Linked DNA regions of Mus musculus: region 1 is linked to region 2. Evidence: chromatin contacts called from public HiChIP or PLAC-seq data. All regions are on one chromosome and are shown on one strand. The core of a region is the stretch at or near the end of the contact, and the rest is flanking DNA. Distances in the headings are between cores, read along the strand shown.

Evidence for each region. HiChIP or PLAC-seq counts read pairs in DNA pulled down with a chosen protein or histone mark.
Region 1: a contact with region 2 is called in an H3K4me3 HiChIP or PLAC-seq map of forebrain, with 3 times the contacts expected there. The contact joins the enhancer-like site here to the promoter of Ppp1r11 in region 2. A contact is called at or near these places in 16 of 39 promoter capture datasets (3T3-L1-derived adipocytes, the HPC-7 cell line, cranial neural crest and 10 more), 1 of 15 datasets of contacts at CTCF or cohesin (embryonic stem cells), 25 of 484 Hi-C or Micro-C datasets (CD4 T cells, brain, cerebral cortex and 11 more), 29 of 115 datasets of contacts at active chromatin or transcription factors (PVALB interneurons, VIP interneurons, astrocytes and 18 more) and 4 of 9 other capture datasets (adipose tissue, embryonic stem cells, liver and 1 more).

The regions. Positions count from the first base shown.
Region 1 is chr17:37,059,360-37,065,417 of GRCm38.p6, forward strand. Gabbr1 (gamma-aminobutyric acid (GABA) B receptor, 1) reads left to right here. Exons shown (of 23, transcript NM_019439.3): 12 at 3,175-3,417; 13 at 3,971-4,034; 14 at 5,301-5,378. Among named protein-coding and RNA genes, the nearest start is that of Gabbr1, 16 kb to the left of the region's middle. Within about 2 kb of position 3,117, at least 50 of the 459 cell types and tissues checked have an H3K27ac peak or open chromatin away from gene starts, as enhancers often do. A contact at or near this core is called in PVALB interneurons, VIP interneurons, brain and 5 more, where this site is marked.
Region 2 is chr17:36,947,434-36,953,264 of GRCm38.p6, forward strand. It overlaps Ppp1r11 (protein phosphatase 1, regulatory inhibitor subunit 11), which reads right to left and starts at 4,359. Exons shown (of 3, transcript NM_029632.3): 1 at 3,990-4,359; 2 at 2,444-2,552; 3 at 922-2,121. The coding sequence starts at 4,073. The coding sequence ends at 1,919. It overlaps Rnf39 (ring finger protein 39), which reads left to right. Exons shown (of 4, transcript NM_001099632.1): 4 at 1-553. The coding sequence ends at 203.

The DNA of each region.
Region 1 (6,058 bases), core at 1,867-4,366, 110 kb after region 2:
AGAAAGAGAGAAAGAAAGAAAGAAAGAGAAGGAAAAAGAAAGAAAGGGAGAAAAGAATAACCATAATCTTTGCTGACTCAAAGGGGAAGAGTGGTTTTTCATGATTTTCAGTGTTACTCCTCTTGGCTAGCTGTACTGTCCTGAGTGAGCTGAGAATCTGAGGATAATATCATGCTGAGCAGATTAATCCCTTCCCAATATGGTGATTTTCTGATGGAATCTTTACTTTGAACTGAGGATTGGCTAGACCTGAACGCTGAAGGCCTGACTGCTCAGAAAGTGTTAGCTCGCTGCTGTCTGAGAGCTTCCAGGACAGAAGCAGCTCAGGGCAGTGCACAGTAAGCACAATGATGGATGCCAGACACCCTGGGCTGGAATCCCAGCATCACCACTGGCTGCTGGTAGTTACAGGACCCTGTGTCCTTGTTTCCTCATCTCTAACATAGAGATCATAACAAAGCACATTCGCTGAAATGTCTGAGGATTAAACACACTGATCTGTGTGCCTCGCACAAAGTAAGGACAATTTAAATGTAGCTGTCACCATGACCCCTACCACCACCACCCCAGTATCACCACCACCACCACCACCACCACCACCACCACCACCATCAACCTCTTTTCTCTCCTCCTGTATAGAGGGATGGTATTAATGAAACATTAGAACAAACAGCTTAAGAGGATTTCCTGATTTGATATGTATTTACTTGGAGTCTTATTCACTGGACACTGGGAGTATGAGAAAAAAAAGTGAGCTAAGTTTTGTGTCTTTTGTGGTTTTTTTTCTTTTTTGTCTTGGTTTTCATTTCACGTATTTTTAAGCATGTGCAACTATGTATATGGAGGTGCCAGTGGAGGTGAGAGATATCGGATCCCATGGAACTGGAGTTTCAAGGGCTCTTTACAGTAGCTTCTGCACTCTGGACCATTGAACTATCTCCAACCTACCTGCCTTTCTGTTTTGTTTTGTTTTGTTTTGAGATGAGAGTCTTACTATGTAGCTTTGGTTAGCCTTGAGCTTAGCTATGTACACCATAATTGTCTCAAATTTGAAATTCTATTTATTGTTTTTGTCTACCTCCTGGGTTTGAGATTATAGGTGTGCACCATTATGGACTACCCCCACCCCAACCCTTCTCTCTGAGTTTGGTCTTACTGTCTTGACCAGGTTGATCTTGAACCTACAGACTCAGACTCACACCCCCACACCCCCTTTAGCTTCATAAGTAGCTTGGTTATGCTGCTACTGTTCTTCCATTGAATTTGAGATCAGTGGTCATATATAGCCACAATGTGTTTGAGTAAATGGGACCTACAAGATGTAAGGTTTGGGGTCAGAATTACAGGCCTGAGCATTGGGAACAAAGACAAGGGTGCAACCAGGGAGACTCGTAGAGAGAGAATGTAATATACTTCATACGCAGTGTTTTATGTGTTCTTACTTAATCCTTGCTGGAGCACTTTAACACAGTATTATTCCCATTTTCAAGCTGAATACTCAGTTTAGTGAGATTTAATAACTTGCTTGAGATTTCTTAGTAGGTAAGTGGTTTAATTAGAGTTAGAACCCATTCATCTACTTATCCAACCAGACTTTCTTTTTACTTGGAGATGTTATTGTTTTAGGTTCACAGAAAAATTGAAAAGAAGGCCCGGAGTTCCCATACTTCCCCATGCACACCTTCTCCATTATCAGGTTACACCGCCACAGGAGTATACTTGTGAATGTTGATGATCTTTATCAACCAGCTGTTGTCACTCAAAGCTTGTGGCTTATATTAGGACCAGCTGTTAGAGTTTTGCATTCCAGGGGTACACGTGGCGTGTGTCTACCTTTGCAGTGCCATGTGAATTACAGATTTCCAGGGGCATTTATAGTATGTCCACTTTGAGCTGTGCTCAACGATAGGTACCAGTCCTCAAGAGAGGAATGGAGCTTCTTTCTGTTCTAGTGTAGTTGAGCCCAGACCTTTGTGTTTCAAGGCCCAAGCTATTTCTAGAAAATTAGACAGAAAAATAAATGTCTTTAGGGCATGGGAACAAGGTTTAAAGATTTTTTAAAATTTCATTTTATCCATTTATTTTATGTATGTGTTCACACCAAGGTGCATATGTGAAGGTCAGAAGTTAACCTTTGGGTGTTGGTTCTCTCCCTCCACTATGTGTGTACCAGAAATCCAACTCAGGCTTGGCAGTAAGTAGGTGCTTTTACATGCTGAATCATCTCACTGGCCAGGAACAAAGATTCTTCATTCGTGTATCATCTCTGCTTTGTTAGAGTGTGCCTGTGAACGTTCTAAACCCGACCAATTATCTGTGCAGTGACTCTGTGTCATACAAGTGCTCTGCCAAGACAAATTTAAATGTTTTCCTATCTGGTCAGGAAGGGAAGGTATGATGTTCTCTGTTATGTGGAAGGCAATTCTGAGAGGTTCAGGAATTCATTCACCCATAAGTAAGAAAGCCAAGCAGAGCTATTGTAAGCTATACGGCCAGTTCTCTTCATCCATGAAAGTTAAAGGGATTGCCGTTCTTTTTAGGTTCCTTAGAAAAAAGGTTGAGTGCAAAAAGGGGTGTGAATAGGACTGAATCTGGACCTGTACCATGTGAAGACTGCTTCCTGTGGCTGTCGCCAGTCCAAGGAGGCAGCCAACAGAAGTCATATCAGACTAGCGAGAAGTTAGCTCCCTAAAGAACAATCCTCCTGGTTCGCAGGCAGAGTGCAAAAGGCTGTGGTGTCGCCTTTTCTGGATCTTTCAAAATTGGAGGAGTTGTTAGCTCCTGGGTCACCTCTGCTGTAAGAGCCTGAGGGTTGGGAGAATGCCAGCTGCCTGCAATATCCATCTCTTCCTTGGCTGGGTCTTTGCTTCGCTCGTTTGCCATTCATTTCCCAGAGTGTTTATTCATCAGATTTCTCTGTTGTTTGTAGTTCTGAGCTAGCAGCTGTACACTCTTAAGACCATTGGACTCAGCTAATCCCCGCTTTTAGTCTTGTAGCTTCCAACCCAAGATAGACACATGGGTATAGCTAACGATTTTGTCTGTACATATGGTCTACCCCACAACACGAACACAAACCATCCGCTCGAGTCACAGTGTCTGAGCCAGAACTGAGGCCTCTCCCCCTGCGCCCACGCACATTTCAATGCTCTCTCCTCTTGTTCTTCCCTCCAGACATCACAGGAATTTGTGGAGAAACTAACCAAGCGGCTGAAAAGACACCCTGAGGAGACTGGAGGCTTCCAGGAGGCACCACTGGCCTATGATGCTATCTGGGCCTTGGCTTTGGCCTTGAACAAGACCTCTGGAGGAGGTGGCCGTTCAGGAGTGCGCCTGGAGGACTTTAACTACAACAACCAGACCATTACAGACCAAATCTACCGGGCCATGAACTCCTCCTCCTTTGAGGGTGTTTCTGTGAGTTACAGCAGCTTCTGTTGTGCACCCCATGAAAAGGGAGATGCCTGGAAGGTCCCTAGATACATTTTCTCAGTTATCTTTCTGTCAGAATCAGTAAAGCCGTCTTAGACTATGGAGGTGGGACCCCCCCAAACCAGAAAGCCATACAAAATATGGCAGTGAAAAGAATTGCTCTATTCTAGTGCTTTTCAAGCTGGTCAAGGTGTTTACAGTTTAAAAAAAGAGAACGACTTGAGAATTCATCTCCTCATTCCTTTTAAAGTAAGGAAATTAGTGCCCAGTAGGGTTTGGTGATTGCTCCTGATCCTCTCTCGGGGGGACTCTCTAATTCAGATCTTAAGATGAAGGAAGCTTCTTCTCCAAAGAATACTGTTTCCAGAATCTAGGGTATGTGCATCTGGGGTGTGTCCTACATGCAGCGGACGGATGCCATAAATAGCCTTCATTCAGAAGCTCAATTACATCAAAAACAGAAGGTTTCGGAGTCCCTGATGTTCTCTTTTCCTCCTGCTTTTATCCCCTCTGCCTTCCTCCACATGTTTCTCCTCAGGGCCACGTGGTCTTTGATGCCAGCGGCTCCCGGATGGCATGGACGCTTATCGAGCAGCTACAGGGTGAGCCCGGGTGTGAGGGGGCTCAGGGAGGGGCAGGCAGGGCTGGGCAGGGACTGGGCTGAGGGCTCTCTTGGAAGAACATTGATCAGCCTCCACAGATTGCCAGGTACATTTTGCCTACATTGCATTGTGTTCGTCAGGCTTTTAAATACTGATAAAAAGAACATGGGTAGGATCTTTGCAGTGATTCTGTTCTTTCAAAGGGGCATACAGGTTAAAAAAAAAAAAAAAGCAGCTGTTCTTTCTTCCCAGTGGCTTTAGTTTTAGTCCCAGAAGTTGCCTGCCTGAGGCTGGGTTGAAAGGTGAAGAGCTGTCCAAAAAGTGTGTCCAAAAAGATCAAGGAAAGCTGGCTTCTTTTAAAAGGAATTCACTCAGTTCCTTGCTATGTGAGAACAGCATTCCAGTCCTACTGGCCTTTCTAGATAGCGTTCCCTGTAACTTAGTTCTGAGGAGTCTGCAGACCTACTGTGAGTTAATCCTTCCGTTCCACCTGACTTAGCCTCTTGTGGGTGTGGCCAAGAGACCCATTTCTTAGCCTCTGGGAAAAGTTTCTTTCTCCCTCCCTCCCTCCCCCCACCAACGTCTGCCACCAAATCCTCTCAGCTCTCTTTGTATATGGGACAAGTGAGGCTGGACTTCAGCCAGGGCGAAGTGGGTGTGAGATGGCGTTTGGAAGGAAAGTTGTATTAACTGTGGCCATTCTGCAAAGAGACACCTTAGGAGTGACTGCCTTTTACTGCCTTGTACTTTAAGAGGCAGATGTATCTTCTCCAAGGCATTAGAACCCAAGCCAAAGGGAGAGAGGGTTCTAAAATTAAAGCCACAGGGGGTGGGGGTGGGGGGGGCGGATCCTGCAATCTGTCCATCATAAGAGGGAGAACAGGCAGAAATTGTTTAAAGCTTTGGAAGCGAGAGACGTGTTGCTGGGAGAGGTGTGAGGCAGTAGAAGATGTGGTAGACGCGCCACGGTGCCTTCCACTGTGGAGCCTCACATGCTTAAGGGTTATATTACTTATTCATATATACACACATACATATTTATTTATCCATACACATGCACTGCTTATTCATGTATACTTACTGCCTTGGGAATCACCTTGTGTTGCTGTGGATTTAGGTTGCCTACCCAGGTGACTTGGGTCCTTACAGCATCCTTGAGTTGCTTATTATATACTATTATATGCAACCACGGAGAGCAACCTTGAGGGTAATGGAAGCTTGAGAATGTCTTCTCCTTACCCACGGCAACTCCTGTCCTCTGCTCAGGCGGCAGCTACAAGAAGATCGGCTACTACGACAGCACCAAGGATGATCTTTCCTGGTCCAAAACAGACAAGTGGATCGGTGAGTTCTTCTTCGGTGCTTTCGAATAGTCATTGTCAGACATCTGAATGAGGAAAGGTGCTTTTAGGTGGAAATGGAAGGTGGGGTTAGGGCAGGGATTGGGAGTGAGCATAGCCCCCAAGAAGGGAGGAGAGGTGAGTGGGTGAAGCTGGAGCAGGCCAGGGGTTACCTTCTTTTTTAATAGTGCTCTGCTTCAGTGGGTGGGACTTAAAGGCAACAGAAGCTGAGAGAAATGGAAGCTGTCATCCAACCTTGATATGTTAGAACCAGGGTCTTCAGGTCCCTATCAGAACAGTAGCTGCCTAATTGCAGGGCAGAAGATAGAATTTCATGCTGTTTTTATTGGCTCTTTGGGGCTTTTTTTGTTTTGTTTTGTTTTCCCCTCACGTTTTGTACATTTGTTTGTGTACATGTGGAGGTCAGGGGACAACTCAAAAGAGGCCTCTCCTACCACCCTGTGGGTCCTGGGAGTTGAACTCAGATCATCAGGCTTGGTAGCAAGAACCTTTATGCCCTGTGCCGTCTCTCCAGCTTTTATCTTGGTTTTTGGTGGGTTTTCCCTCCCCACACACTTTTTTCTGAATCAAGGCTTCATCCTATAGCTCAAGTTGCGCTTGAACTCATTATGTCAGCCAGGCTCATCTTGAAGTCAGGGTGATCTTCCTGCTTTAGCATCTCAA
Region 2 (5,831 bases), core at 3,109-5,608:
TGCTAGGTGGTGCCAGGCCCCCGCCGCAGCGCATTCGCGTGGACTTGGACTGGGAGCGGGGTCGTGTGGCCTTCTATGACGGCCGCTCATTGGACTTGCTCTTCGCCTTCCAGGCGCCGGGCCCGCTCGGGGAGCGTGTCTTCCCCCTGCTCTGCACTTGTGACCCGCGTACCCCGCTGCGTATCTTGCCTGGAGAAGCCTGAGCCTCAGGTCTCTAGCTCCTACCCTACCGCAGTAGTCCAGATGGCCTCGAGGCTACTTCTGTCCCTTGCACAAATCCCCACCTGTTTCAGTGACCTTGTCTGTAACACCTATCGGAACAGGAGTATTAATAAGCACCCTTTGTCCACTCACATTCTCCCAAATCAAAACCTCAACTGGCTTGTACATTCGTGCCTTTAAGCCAGTCTAGTCCCGAGTCTCCATGACCTAAGACCTTTTTCTTGAGTCCTCTTTCCGTACCATTCTAGGCCAGGCTAGAGAAAGAGGCTCTGTTTGTACCACCAGTGTTGGGAAACAGTCCTAATTTACCTCCAATCCCAAAAGGCTCAGGGCATGATGCACAGCAGGAAGTCTGCAGCTTCCTGCTCATGTCCACTCTGAGGATTCTCAGAGGAAAAAAAAAAGTCTTCCTAAGACATTTAACTCATAACCTAAGCCGCGCAGCTCAAACCTGAAGCCTAGAACATAAATTCTAGGATATGTATGCAAGCCAGTCTATACTCAACCTTTCATTTATGACTGTTTCCTCTGCTCGTGGCCTTTTCCCATTGAACACCCTCTTGGAACTTTATCTTGCACATAAAAGAACTAATGGTGCTACCTCCTTCCTCAACCCGGGAGCAACTCAGGCACCCCAAACATTCTGTATAGTCTCCCATCCTTCCCTTGTGTATAAATGGGCCTGTATTTAACACACTGTGCAATGTTGGGTTATTTATTTTGTGCATCTGTGGCAATAAATGAGATCTAAGTGGTGCCATGGGTTTTGCTGATTTCTGTACTGTGCACAGCCAGAGGCCTGGAGGGCAGTACCCAGATCCTAGCACCAGCCGGGGAGGGCTGAGAGAGCAAGACACCTGGGTTGGCAGACACCAAAGCCTAGGCAGGAAAGGGTAGGAGCATACTGCAGGGGCCTGTCCCCTCATCTCTTTGCTTTCTCCCTCTTTCCTTTTAGGGACCCAGGCCCCTAGGACACCAATGCTGAAGCTCAAAGATTAAAGGCTGAGAAAATCATTGGCTCTAAGTCAGTGGTCTCAGCCAGCTTTGTCAGAAATGTTATATTCAGGACATGGCTATTTTTTTTTTTTTTTTGGTTCCACTTTCCATTAGGTGTGAATGACAAAGACCTCTCCTAACTCCTTTGGAGAGCCATAAGGGGTAAGAGGAGCAGAAGGGCCAGGGAACCCTATAGTCTCCACACAACCTTACATCCCACAGGCAAGAACTAAGATTTAGGAAAACTGCATCAGTAGAAGAACCATAAGCCAGGATTAATACGCAGAACTGGGGTGCAAGATTGCCTGGCATCTGATTGGAGCCCTGGCAGTGAAAGCTGGGACCGTTGAAAACCCAGTTGAAGTGCTTGGGACTCAAGCTGAGGGTGCAGGTGGCCAAGATACTGGATCCCAGGACAGGTAGTTTGGCAGTGAGAACAAAAGGGATAGACTGGGACCAAGATGCCTGGATCCCAGGCATGGGAGCAAACTGTAGGGAAGCAGGGGCTGGGAGAACCCAGAAGCCTGGGTTCTGGAACAGCAGCAAGTCAGAATTCCAGGATCTGTATCCACCCTCCTCTTCCTCTTCTCTATCACTCAGGAGACGGAAGAAGGGGGCAGGAGAACGGAGGCAATGGGTGGAGTCCCCATGTCAGATGGATATATTTGGGGCAGGCAGACACATGAATGGTGAGAGGGATTTAGTGCTGCATAGGTCCTGGAGGGGGCTTAGAGGGATCAGGAGGCTGTGGAGGAGTGGTTGGGGTGGGTGCTGGGGTTGTAGGACGCCGTCCTTTGCGGTGACCCCGTACACAGTGCTTATGACTACAGCCTTCTTCTTCATCCTCATCACTCTCGGTGGAGCTCTCGCCAAAGGCCCGAGGCTTCTCATAAATACAGCAGCCTGAATGGAGAGAGAGAAAGCCAGCTAAGAAGGATGAAGAGCAGTGTTCAGTCAGTTTCATTTCCACCAGATCTGTGTGAAAACCTCTCCCTACTTTTCTGGAATCCAGCTGCCTTAGCCTCTTCCCCCAGGAATTCAAGAGAGAGTCGGAAAAACCTGACTCCCATTCTGCCATGGCTTGCCCCCGCCCCCACCCCTAACTCCAGGCAGTTGGTACCGCATAGTTTTATTCCCACCTATTTTTCTTTCCAACCAAGAACTCGATAGAGCTATAAAGCAACAGTGAGATGGTGGCCAGGGACACTGGGCCACCCACACTCACATTTCGACGAGCGTCGCCCCATATGCTCATTGTCCACAGTGTCACTGGACCACTCCACCTTCTTCTCTGGCTTGCGTTTCCGAAGTTTCATAGTTAGGCTCTGATTCTCCTGAAAAGTTAAAAGAGGTGTGGGCCCATCTGACTCACTTCCTCTTGATTTTTCCTGTTTCCTATGGAACCTCCTTTTTTCTCTTCCCTGGCTCAGTCAGTAACACACATCATGCCCCTGGAGAGGCAGGACAGCCTGTTTGTGGAGAGTATGAATCCCTGTTCTTGATAACCAATAGTATGCAAAGAAGGCAATTCTTAAACTAGGGAAGGTGCCAGCAAATTGGCAAACTAAGATACAACCAACGCTATCACCCTTGGTGGCATTAATATATGAATGTTATTTTCTCCCTTTCCTGTGACTGGCCTTTGATCTCACTTTCTTCTTCACACCTCTTATTCATGTTCTAAAGAGACTGAGGTATGTAATCTCAGCACTTGGGAGACTGAAATGGCCTCTGCAACATGGTATAGCTATTTTCTCAGAAAAAAATAAAATAAAATAAAGCAGGGATGGGGAGACATCTCTGTTGGTAAAGCTCTTTTGGTGCAAGCATGAAGACCTGAGTTTGATCCCTTGTATCCACGGGAACAAAAACAACAACAAAAAGTCAAATGTGGTGGTGGTGGTGGTGCAAAAAGGCAGATCTCTTGCTAGCCAGACTAGCCTATTTGGCCAGCTCCAGGCACAATGACTCTGTATCATAAGTAAATAAATAAATAAATAAATATAGACCATGTCTCAGACATCTGAGGTTAACTTCAGGCCTACACACACACACACACACACACACATATCAAAATAAAACAAATATCCAAAACCCTCCTTCTACAAAAAAGCCTTCATTCTTTCTTCTCTCATCTTCAAGCCCAGGGCTCCCTAATCCTATCCACTTATTCTTTAACATTCTGGCATCTCTGGTAATAACTGCTAAACTACTAATCTCCTTCAACCCAGACATTGTCAAACCCAACGCATCTTTCTCCCTTTGAAAGCAATTTGTTTTTGCAAAAGTTGTTTGCTCATTTGCTTCTCTCCTCCCTGATCTGCCAAAACACACTTCACCTTATTTTCTTGTTTCCTCATTTCCTCCGCTTTAACACGCACCCATTCCATGACTATCTATTGGTAAGCACTATTGGTAAGTACTCGTTCTGTACATTTGCCTCCAAAACCACGCCTTCTCAAATGGCGTTTCACTTCCTCCCAGTACCTTTCTGGCTCCTTAACCCAGTTTCCGTTTATTACGTACATAGACCACCACCCCAAGCCTTAACACCTATACTCTAATTGTAACTACGGATTAAACAATCCTTGACCAGTCACTTGAACCATTTGAGCGGCTCCAAGCATCTCTATTTAGTTCCTTGCGATTTTCCCAATAAGAGTAAACCCCACATGATGTCCCAGATCCCAAACCCACCAACTTTCCAAACCCCCCTCCCCCTCCCAGTGCCTCCCAGACCCCTAAATAGACCCCCTGCCCGCCTTTCTCACTGGCTCGGTTGTCTCGGTAACCGTTGTCTCAGTAACCGTTGTCTCAGTGACGGTCTCACTTATCCCGGCCCCTGTCTCCGCCATGGCTAAAGCGAAAAGCGAGAAAGCGGGATGAGACACCCTTTCCTTTTTCTGAGCCTCAGAGATCTAAGAGAACCGGTACAAGACTCGGAGTAGAGGCCAGGATGCTCTAGCTTCTTAATCTCCCCTACTCCTCCACGGCCTCTGCTTCCCCACCCCTGGGGAAAACCTGTCCAACCCCACTTCCGGCCTTTCACTTCCGGTTGTGACGCATCCTGCAGAACACAGTTTCCCTTCCCCACCACCGCCTGGGTCAAAGCAGGCGTCGCCAGAATAGTTCCGCCGTAATGCAATAGTGCGCAGACGCTGAGGTTGGCAGAAGTGATGTCATAGTGGGGGGGGTGGGGCTAGGCAAGGCTTAAGTTCATTGGCTGGTCAACTCGAGGCCGTTGTGCTGAAAGGATGAGGTCTGTGTGCCTAGAATCCTTACCCTATCTGCTGTATCCATAAGCTTAGGTGAAAAAATTAGGTGGGACAGGGAGCTATCTCCAAATTCCTTTTTATCATTCTGTCAAGGAGCGGTTTTCCAGGAGCAGGAAATACACTGGGTTCTAGCCGTCTCCCTGTTTGTTGATATCCCAGTGAAGGTACACTAAACCTGAAATTTTTTGACTGTAGTAGGCCCTAAGATTAAAGCCTGAAACACCTAGATTACCATTTAGCTCCCAGTTTGAGGAATGCAAAGGTTAGATGCAGGGGGCAGAGTAACAAATCCAAATTCATCTGGTTAAATTTTGTTAAATCTCTCCACTATCCATCCAAAAATACCAGTTTTTGTTTCCTTACAATGAGAAACTAGATTTAGATAAGATATATGTATAATACATATAAGTGCATCTTTTTTGTATTGTCCTTGTAATGGTTTTCATTTAGGCTTACTATGCTCGAGAGTCCAAACGGGGGGAGGGGGCTCTAATTTGTAAGCTCCTAGCTTGTACAAACTGTCGTGGCAGCCCGCCTACCTCTTTTAACCAGACATTGAAGGTTTTTTTTTGTTTGTTTGTTTGTTTGTTTGTTTGTTTTGTTTTGTTTTCCCAAATAGGGTTTCTTTGTGTAGCCTTGGCCCTTTTGGAACTCTCTCTGTAGACCAGACTGGCCTCAAATTCAGAAACTTACCTGCTTATGCCTCCTCCAGTGTTGGGATCAAAGGCCACCACCACCACCCAACAAAGAATTATTTTATTATTATTATTATTCACTTTACACCCTGTTCACTGCCCCTCTCCCAGGTACTCCCTCCCACAATCCTTCCCCCATCCCCATCCCCTTCTCTGAGTTGGGTGGGATCCCCCTGGCTATCCCCACACCCTGACACTTCAAATCTCAGCGACACTAGGTGCTTCCTCTCCCACTGAGGCTAGACAAGGCAGCCCAGCTAGAAGAACCTGTCCCATGTACAAGCAACAGCTTTTGGGATTGTCCCTGATCCAGTTGTTTGGGACCCGCATGACAACCAAGTTGCACATCTGCTACATATGTGAGGGGAGGACTAGGTCCAGCCCATGTATGCTCTTTGCTTGGTAGTTCAGATTCTGAGAGTCCTAAGGGTTAGTTGACTCATTTGGTCTTCCTATGATGTTCTTATTCCCTTTGGGACTTGAAATCCTTCTTTCTATTCTTCTATAAGAGTCCCCAAGCTCCTTCCAGTGTTTGGCTATGGGTATCTGTATCTTGAGTGAGCAGCTGGGTGGAGCCTCTCAGAGGACAAGAAGCATGGTATGTACTCATTATAAGTGGATATTATCCACAAAATACAGGTAC